Regions from separate parts of the Macaca mulatta genome. Here region 1 is linked to region 2. Evidence: chromatin contacts called from public Hi-C data. All regions are on one chromosome and are shown on one strand. Each heading gives the region's core, a stretch centred on a gene start, on an enhancer-like site or on the middle of the called end of the contact. The rest is flanking DNA. Distances are from core to core; before and after follow the strand shown. Region 1 holds the start of MFSD10 (major facilitator superfamily domain containing 10). Region 2 holds the start of TNIP2 (TNFAIP3 interacting protein 2).

Region 1 (4,853 bases), core at 1,359-3,858, 200 kb after region 2:
GGACGGGACTGGACGTCACAGAATCCCGGGGGGACAGATGGCGCCTGTGGGGATGGGATTGGAGAGCCTGCAGGAGCAGCTGCTGGCCTGGCAACCCGCAGACTGTGGCCTCAAGAGCCCCAACACCAAGAGGGCGGCCCAGCCTCCCTGGCACCTGGGGCTGGCACACAGGGGCATTTTACAGTGCTACGGAACCAAGCCCCCAGCCCCTGGGCCTGTGGGTCCCGGACCGCAGCCCTACCCGTTTCTCCAGGGGCAGCGTCTCCGGCAGGAAGCAGAAGATAAACAGCAGGTCGGAGGCTGCGAAGAGCAGGGCAAACCAGGGTGCCATTTCCAGGGGCAGGGAGGCTCCAAGCATAGGGCCCAGGGTGAAGCCCAGTGAGAAGGCCACCCCAATGACCGCCTAGAGAAAAGGCCACCTGAGCTGCACAGGGAGACCCAGGCCCAGAAGTCCACACCCGGACCCCAAAGGCCCAGCCTTACCATGCCTTGGCTGCGGGCCAGAGGCGAGCCCAGGTCAGCAACGATGGCCGTGGAGAGGCTGACGTTCCCTTTGCTGATGCCCCCAATCAGCCTGGAGGCCAGGAAGGCCGCAAAGCTCCGAGAGGTGGCCCAGACTGCATATGAGGTGGCCACACCCATCTGCCCAGGGGCAGGGGCCAAGGGGCAGGGGCGGTCACTTAAGGCCAGGAGTGGCTCAGAGTAGGACTTGGTAACCCAGGCAATACCCCTCAACCCTGCCCTATTTCGAAGCATCTGAGGGCCACTGTGTTCTCAATGTCTTCCTAGGGGCCAGGAGCACCTCCTCGAAAGCCTAGCTTTGCAACAGGAGCCACTGGTCCCCCAGAGAACCCCCTCCAGGATGTGATGAGGGCCAACAAGTGGCCATGAGTGGCCCACAGCCACCTCCCTCTCCCCACCTAACCCCATGGGGCTACTGGCTGGGTGGGAGGAGGCTTCCCCATGGGCACCCAGTCCCAGGGACATACCAGGCACAGCAGCATCACCGGGCGCCTCCCCAAGCAGTCAGAGGTGGCCCCAGTGAGTGGTGCACACAGAAACTGCAGGACAGAGAAGGCTGAGCCAATGAGACCTGAGAGACAGATGTCACCATCATGGGGATGTGGTCTCAGGGCCCTCAAGGCCAATGTCCAGCCCCGCCCTGAGGGTCCAGTCATGCTGGGCCCTACACTCACAGGCCATGGCCCTTGAGCCGAGGAGGCCACAGTGGAGAGATGAGAAAGGGGAGGAACCTGACACGCAGAGGCAAGGGATCATGCCCAGGAGCCAGGACGTGTGGGCAAGGGCACCAGATAGATGCCAGCCCAGAGAGTGGGAAGGGAAGGACTAATAATTGGGGAGGGGCCTGGGCTGGACCATGTCCACCAAAGATAGGACCGTAGAGAGCCCGCCAGAGGCACAGAGCCAGCCATACCTCCGAACAGGACACTGTTGTATCTCTTCTCCACTGGCATCCCGATGGCGGTGGCAAACCAGTTCACCCCACCCTGCCAGGAGCCATAAAGGGGGTCCTAGGGGATGAGGAGGCACGATAAGGGCTGGGGAGGTCCAATGGGCCTGGGGGGCGGGGGGCACTGTGGCCGCAGGGCAAGGACTCACGTGGGCACGGTCGTGGCTCTCCAACAGCCCGGGAAGCAGGGGCAGCAGCAGCGTGAAGGCCAGGAGGTCCAGCAGGAGGCCAAGGAAGACAACGGTGACCACGCGGCGCTCTGGTGGCTGCTGGTGGATGGGTGGGCGCGGGGTGCAGCCTCCACCCCCTCCCCGTCCCATGGTGGGCTGCTCTGACCTGGCCTGGCTGGGGTGTGGCGGGTCGGGTGAGCGGGGAAACTGGGTCCTCCAGGGCCTGCCATGCCCCCACACCCGACAGCTGGCGAGCACCCTAAAGGGGCTGATAGCAGAGCCTCCGGCCTACAGACGCAGGGGCCATTCTGGCCTGCGCGATGCCCCCGCTCCGACCCAGGCATCAGGAAACGCAGGCTTCGGGGGTTGCACAAGAAATCATAGCCACAAAGGCAACGGTCCCCAGGAATCGGGGTGAGCACATCGCGAGCCCGGCCCCACCCCGCCCCACGGCCGCGCCTCCCACGCCCTCGTAACAGAGTGAGAGAGGAAACTTGAAGCCGCGGGGGACCCGGACCCCAACCCCAACACGCGCGCCGAGATCCCGGCCCCTGGTCCGGACTCGGCCTCCCTGGCGGGGGCCATGGCCTGCACACTGGACGCGGGAGCGCCCTCAACCCCGCGCGCCTCCCACCCTGCCATCCCGCGTGCGCCCCGGTCCCGCCCCCACCCCGCGCGCCCCTGGTCCAGCCCCACACCCCGCGCGCCTCCCACCCGCGCCACCCCGCGTGCCCCCGGTCCCGCCTCCTCCCCCACGCCCCGTCTCCTGTCCGCTCCCACCCTGCGTGCCCCCTACGCCCCCCACCCCGCGCGCTTCTTACGCCCCCCCACGCCGCGCGCCCCCTACGCCCCCCACCCCGCGCGCCCCCGGTCCCGCCCCGCACCTGCCGCGGCTGCGCGCTCGGGACAGACGGTCGCACGGACGCGGAACACGGCGCCAGGCACGCCGCCAGGGGCGGGACGGCCACGCCCGGTCACGCCAAGCCCCGGAAGTGACGAACATGTCGGTAGGCTGTCTTCCGGCCGGTGGGCGTGGCTGGGTTCTCGCCTGTCCTGCGGTTCACTGCTCGGCCGTGGGTTAGCAGCACCCTGACCGGAGCGGAGGAGCGGTGCCCCCACGTAACCCGGAGGCCGAGACTCCCGGCCTGGCCTCCCTGGGTCGACGACGCCTGCCCCGCGGAGCGGAGCCATGGGCCTGAGGTGTACACGTGTGCGGGGCCTCAGGCGAGCGTCGCGCAGCCCGTCCCCCAGCCTCTGCGCCGTGCGGGCCTGGCCCTCCCCGTGGAAGGACCGCGGGCTTCGGGACCCCACGCCGGGGGGCTGACTCCTGCCACACACACAGCGGTGGTCGCGGGCCTGGGGCAGCAGCACAGCCATTCTACTCGGGCCGCGTGAGCCGACCCCGCTGTCTCTGTGCAGCTCCTTTTGCTGCGTTTGCTGCAGAGCCTGAAGTCCCAGGACAGGCGGCTGAGGGGGAAACATGGTGTGAATTGGGTGGGCAGAGAACTGAAAGCCACAGGACCCGGTTGGCACCTTTTTGGCCGCCTGGGCCTGCGACCCCGTTCCTGGGTCAGGGAGGAGCTGGCGCTCTTGCCGGGCGCAGAAGCACCTGACCCAGCGCTGGAGGAAACGGTCCCCTGGGCAGGAGGAGCTTTAGACAGAAGCTTTGGGCCTGGCTGCTGCCCGTGCCGTGCCCCGGGGCCAGCACACTCAAGGAACCGCGCCAACGCCCGGCCTACAGCCAGCTCCCACCTCCCCTCCCACCTTCTGAAATACGTGCGGATCTCTTGTGGCCGACCCCAACCAGATACACATGGGGAAAGGAATCAGGTGGCACACACGCTGCCTTTACTCCACACAGAGCTTCCAATTGTGGGTAAGAACAAAGCCCCACCTCTGCCTAATAGATGCGTTTTTCCACCTGCAGTCAAAAAGACAACCTGTTAATTCGCTTTTTCCTCAGAGGACAGGCATCCCTATGAAACTGCCATTGCAAACTTGTAACAGTGAGAGAAAACCAGCTCCATCTTCTAACCTCCATGCTCTCCTTGTTTATTCCTGGGCGTAGGCTGAACTTTGGGAAGAACTTAGTTTAAAACAAAAATAATAGCCCTTTCCCAAAAGAAACCTTTCCTGGGGACTAGACTGCTTTTATGGGACTAAAAGATTAGCCACAAGATTAGAAACTATGGTTGAGGAGTCATGCAGCTGGAGGCTACAGGATTCTGACCCTCCCCAAACTGCTCCTGGCGGTAACACTATAGTAAAGCCTCAGATCAGTACTTGATGGATCAGCTGGCACCACCCAGGCTTATCTGATCTTGTGGCACCCAGGAACTGACTCAGTGCGAGAGAACAGCTTTGACTCCCTGTGATTTCATCTCTGACCGGACCAATCAGTACTCCTGACTCACTGGCTGTCCCCACCCACCAACTTATTTTTAAAAACTCCAATCCCCAAATGCTCAGGGAGACTGAGTAATAAAACTCCGGTCTCCTGCACAGCTAGCTCTGTGTGAATTACTTCTCTATTGCAAATGCCCTTTCTTGATAAATTGGCTGTGTAGGTAACAGGGAAGGCGAACCCATTGGACAGTTAACATCTTTATCCACCCTTCCAGCTGGATCACGCGCCCTCTTCGATGACGACACAGCTAGGGTGTATGAGCTTGTTGCCGGCACCTTCTGTCCTGGGTTGGATAGCAAGGCCTCAACGGAGAGCCAGGTGCCTGGTGTGGTCCCGCATTTTTTTCTGTCCTGTTTTCTTTTCCTCTTTGCTTGGACAGTTGGGCCAGGGTCCTCAGTGCAAGGGCTTGGCTTGGTGAATTAAAGTGGCAGTAGCCGTGTGGCAGAGAAAATTTGTCAGTGGGTGAAATCCTGCAGCCGTTGGTAACAGCATCCTGGGCCTACACGGTGACAAGACAGCCAGCCTAGTTGGTGGATGTGACAAGCCCAGACCCTTCTGGATTTGTGGATCCTTGCACCTGCCAGACATGTCTCAGAGCCATCTGGGGAGGCTAATACATGCCCCTGTCAGGACGTGAGCCTCATGTTCAAGCTGCTGGCTTCAGTCCCGCTGCCACCAGCGCTGTCTGTCTTCCACTTTGCAGGGGGAGACTGGCTCATTAGCTCCAGGCCTACCAGGCAGCCCAACCACAGCAGTAACTGCCTCTCACACTGAGGATGGCTCATGCTGTGCTCCAGCCGTGGTC
Region 2 (5,354 bases), core at 948-3,447:
CCATACACACCATACACACACACCCCATACCAACACACACCATACACACCATACACACACACCCCATACACACACCATACACACAATACACACACACCATACACACACACACACCATATACACCATACACACCATACACACACACACCCCATACACACACACACCATACACACCATAATACACACACACCATACACATACACACCATACACACAATACACACACACCATACACACACACCATACACACCATAATACACACCATACACACACACACCATACACACACACACCATACACACAACCATACACACACAATACACACCATACACACACCCATACACACACACACCATACAAACCATACACCATACACACCATACACACACACCCCATACCAACACACACCATACACACCATACACACACACCCCATACACACACCATACACACAATACACACACACCATACACACACACACCATATACACCATACACACCATACACACACACACCCCATACACACACACACCATACACACCATAATACACACACACCATACACATACACACCATACACACAATACACACACACCATACACACACACCATACACACCATACACACACACCCCCCATACACACACACACCATACACACCATAATACACACACACCATACACACACACACCATACACACCATAATACACACCATACACACACACCATACACACACACACACACACCATACACACCATACACACCCCTCAGAATGTGTCTCCTCCACACACACCTCAAAACACCCCTAAGAACCAACCGGAACATACACACTACACACACACACACACACAGCATACACACTACACACACACAACCCTCAGAATGTGTTCCCACACACGAACTTCAAAACACCCCTAAGAACCAACCTGAACCTACACAGCACACACAGAACCCAAGAACTGCACCAACCCCCCTCCTCAGAACCCAGTGCCGCCTCCTCCTCACCAATCCCCCAGGACCCAGTGCCCTCCCAACCTCCCAGTTTCCAGCATTCCTTTATCCCCTTCAGAACCTGGCACCCTCACCCCCTCCAGGCCCCAGAGCCCCCTCACCTCCACCAGGACCTGGTCCCCCCTCAAACCCCCCAGGACCCGGCACCCCTTCACCCTCCAGGACCCAGCACACCTCAGCCCGTGGTGTCCCATTACCCCTCTCAGGACCTGGTCCCCGTCTCTCCCCTAGGACCCAGGGTCCCCTCACCCTCCAAGACCTGTTGCCCTATCACCCCCAGGACCCAGTGCCCCCTCTCCGCCCCAGGACCCAGCACCCCTCACTCCCTAGGACCCAGCACTTCCTCAACCCCCTCAAAACCCAGAGCCCCCTCACCCCACCAAGACCTGTGGCCCCCTCACCCACCGTGGCTGCCTCACCCTCCAGGGCCCCCTCACCCCCCAGGACCTGGTACCCCCTCAACCCCAGGACCCGGTACCCCCTCAATCCCCCAGGACCTGGTGCCCCCTCAACTCCAGGACCTAGCACCCCCTCAATCCCCCAGGACCTGGTGGCCCCTCAACCCTTCAGTACCCCGGGCGCGCTCAACCCCAGGACCCGGTACTCCCTCAACCCCTCAAGACCCGGGGCCCGCTGACCCACCCAGGACCCGGCACCCCCTCACTTCCCAGGCCCCTCACACCCAGCACCTGGTGCTCCCTCAACCCGTCAGGACCCGGGGCCCGCTCACCCACCCAAGACCCGGCGGCCGCCACACGCACTCTGGCGCCCGCAGCCCCTCTGGTGCCCGCCCTCGTACCTGGCGCATCTGGGCCTCTGCGGCGGCGCCCTCCTGCCGCCGAAGCTGCTCCCGGAAGCGCGCAACCTGCTCCAGCAGCGCGTCCACCAGGGACGGCGCGGTGTCCCCCTCCAGCGCGGCCAGGCGGGCGCGGAGGCGAGCGATGAGGGCGTCGCGGGCGGCCAGCTGGTCCTGCAGGCGGCGCAGCCGCTGTCCGGCCTCGTGGTACAGGGTGCAGAGCGCGGCGGCTGCGCGCGGGGTCCCCTCCCAGCCGCCCGACCCCGGGTCCCGGGACATGGCTGTAGGCCTGCCCGGGAGGCCGCGCGGCCGCCGGCAACTTCCGCGCCCAGGAACCGCCGGCTGCCGCCCTTCCCGGAACTTTCCCCGGTGCGCCCCGCCCACCCACCGCAGCCCGGCCCCGCCCTCCGCCGCGCAGCCCCGCCCAACGGCAGCCCACCCCGACCCTTCTCGCCCGGCCCCGCCCCTCCTACCGCCGACAGCCCGGCCCCGCCCCTGCCGTCCGCAGCAGCCCAGGAGAGTCGGCCTGGCCCCGGAGGCTGTCCACACCCCAGCTCGTGCTGGGCTTATTCCAGTGGCCCCAAACACGCGCCTCTGAGGAGTTGTGGGAGAGTCGAACTCAGCCCATGGCCCAGGGTTGGGAATTCATCAGCCTCTGATGGAAAGAAGGGCGTAAAGACAAGCCCCAAGCGCTGGGGCTGAGTGTGGGTCTGAATCTGCCCGCGAGGCTGCAGGCGTTGTGGCCACAGGAGCCACAGAAACTCCAGGAGCTGAGCTGAGCTCGCAGCGCACCAAGCACGTGTCATGCGTTTCGTCACCTGGGGACACTGAGTTCAGAGAGAGCTCCAACCCCCTGCTCCACTCGCCGCTTTCTTTTTCCTTTCCTTTTTTTTTTTTTTTTTTTTAATGAGACGACTTTTGCTCTGTCATCCAGGCTGGAGTGCAATGGCGCGATCTCGGCTCACTGCAACCTCCGCCTCCCGGGTTCAAGCGATTCTCCTGCCTCAGCCTCCCAAGTAGCTGGGATTACAGGCGCCCGCCACCACGCCCGGCTAATTTTTTTGTATTATTTGTATAGATGGTGTTTCACCATGTTGGCCAGGCTGGTCTTGAACTCCTGACCTCAGATGATCCGCTGGCCTCGGCCTCCCAAAGTGCTGGGATTACAGGCGTGAGCCACCGCAGACGCTGCTTTGTGAGGTGGCTAGTATGGGCCCGCGGGACAACCTTCCTGCTAGATAGTGTTCTTAGAGCAGAGGCAGCAGGAAACCAGCCCCTTCCCACCCTTTCGCTTGTCCATCGCTTTCCTTCCCCAAAATTCCCAAACACTAGTGTTTTTCCACAGCCCAGTCTTCCCCACAATGATGCCCAAGCACACATGGGGTCTTTCTAAGGTTCCCGACTCGGGATCGGGCAGGGGTCTTCCCTGTGTGCGTGCTTGCCCACAGGCTCCGCCCCTGAGCAGCATCTTGACTTTCTTCCTTTATGTGATCCACAGCCAAGCCTGGGCTGAGCCTGGGAAAACACCCACAAGCTTGTAGAATCAGACAAGCCTATAAGCAAAGCCAGAGCCAGGCAAGTGTTTATGGCCTGGACATTGGGCTACACAGACCTGGCTTTGCTTTGGAAGGCTCCTTCTTACCCATCAGAGCCTGGGCTTCCTCTCAGCAGAAGGAAGGGCAGAGCGAGTGCCCACCCTACCTGGTTGGACGTTGTGGGGACTAGAGGGTGGAGTGTGCATGAAACGCTTGTCCAGTGCAGTGGCTGCTGCCCGGCAAGCCCACAGTTCACGTGGCTATGGTTACGAACAATGCCAACTGATTGGCTGGGGCACCGGTGGAAAAAGCAAAACTGGACCCAGAGCTGTTAGAGGCTAATGTGTGGCCTGGGGCAGGTCATTCCAGTGACCTTGAGACTCTGCCTCAACTGTAAAAGGTGCATTTTACAATCCACAGTCTCTCATCCAACAGCCTTGGGATCAGGTGTATTGTCTTGTCTTGTATTTATTTATTTATTTATTTATTTTAGACGGAGTCTTAATCTGCCGCTCAGGCTAGAGTGCAGTGGCATGATCTCGGCTCACTGCAACCTCCGCCTCCCAGGTTCAAGCGATTCTCCCACCTCAGCCTCCCAATTAGCTGGGATTGCAGGCACCCGCCACCACGCCTGGCTAATTTTTTGTATTTTTAGTAGAGACAGGGTTTCACCATTTTGGTCAGGCTGGTCTCGAACTCCTGGCCTCAAGTGATCCGCCCGCCTCAGCCTCCCAAAGTGCTGGGATTCTAGGCATAAGCCACCACGCCAGGCCGCCAGGTGTATTTTAGAAATGAGGATCTTTGGATTTCAAATAGGTACATATAACTGGGGTAGCCAGCCTCCAAAGAGGACCCCCCCGCTCCAATATCCATGCTCCTGTGTAGTCCCCTCCAATCCACTGGAGAGGCCTGACCTGCGTAACTAAGAGGGTACTGGAGGAATGATGGAGTGTGACTTCTGCAGCTAGCTCCCACGAGACATCATGGCTACTGCCTTGCCCGTCTTTCGGAGCTCTGGGGGAAGCCGCCCACCCTATTGTCAAGTAGCCCTGTGAAGAGGTCCATGTGGCAAGGAACTGAGGCTTCATGGCAGCAGCCGGCACCCACTTGCCCACTGCGGTGAAGAAGCCACCTTGGGACTGTATCCCCTGATGCTAGTCAAGCCTTCAGAAGACAGTAGTCCCCACCGACATACTGACTGTGACTCCATGGGAGACCCTGGACCAGAACCACCTAGCGAAACTGCCCCTGAGTTCCTGACCACAGAAACTGGATGAGATAATATGTGCTTATTGTTGTTTGAAGCTACTGCCATCTGGGACAGTTTGTTCTGCAGCCATGGAAAATGAACAGCTAAAATCTGACTTAGTGCTCCCACTGGGGCACAGTACAGCACCACAAAACCAGAGAGATTACAATTTCTGCAAAGACAGGGTGACCATTCAGACTGTGAGATGAAGATCAGAAAAAGCCTTGTAGCTGTTCAAGTCAGATTTTGCACCACCTTTAAGAAAAACATTTTGGGGCCAGGTGCAGTGGTTCATGCCTATAATCCCAGCACTTAGGGAGGTCAAGCAGGAGGATCGCTTGAGCCCAGGAGTTGGAGCCCAGTGTGGGCAACATAGCAAAACCCCGTCTCTACAAAAAGTTAAAAAAAACTAGGTGGGTGTGAACCATCTGTGCCTGTAGTCCCAGATACTCAGGAGGCTGAGATAGGAGGATTGCTTGAGCCCAGGGGTTTGAGGCTGCAGTGAGCCGTGATTGTGCCACTGTTCTCCAGCCTGGGCCACACAGTGAGACCCTGTCTCTGAGAAAAAAAAGAAAGAAGGAAAACTATTTTGGGTTTCTGAGCTTTTTAGATTTCAGAATTGCGGATGAGGGATCCCAGTCCTCCAAGAACACTTGTCTTAGAGGGTGTTGTAAATATTCAGTAAGGTCACATGGGAAGTGCCCAGCATGCTCTTTCTTGCCTTCAATGCAAATTCAGGTACCGGGCCAGGCACTGGGGACTAATGGGCGGA

The links. Hi-C and Micro-C count contacts between places; a contact is called where the count stands out from the background.
Region 1: a Hi-C map of fetal cortex germinal zone shows a contact between it and region 2, with 2.0 times the contacts expected there. The contact joins the promoter of MFSD10 here to the promoter of TNIP2 in region 2. A contact is called at or near these places in 4 of 14 Hi-C or Micro-C datasets (CD4 T cells, blood, fetal cortex germinal zone and 1 more).

What each region holds. Positions count from the first base shown.
Region 1 is chr5:3,105,837-3,110,689 of T2T-MMU8v2.0, forward strand. It overlaps MFSD10 (major facilitator superfamily domain containing 10), which reads right to left and starts at 2,609. Exons shown (of 12, transcript XM_078003067.1): 1 at 2,526-2,609; 2 at 1,621-1,816; 3 at 1,436-1,532; 4 at 990-1,093; 5 at 484-642; 6 at 242-403. The coding sequence starts at 1,791.
Region 2 is chr5:2,903,864-2,909,217 of T2T-MMU8v2.0, forward strand. It overlaps TNIP2 (TNFAIP3 interacting protein 2), which reads right to left and starts at 2,198. Exons shown (of 7, transcript XM_015137874.3): 1 at 1,802-2,198. The coding sequence starts at 2,077.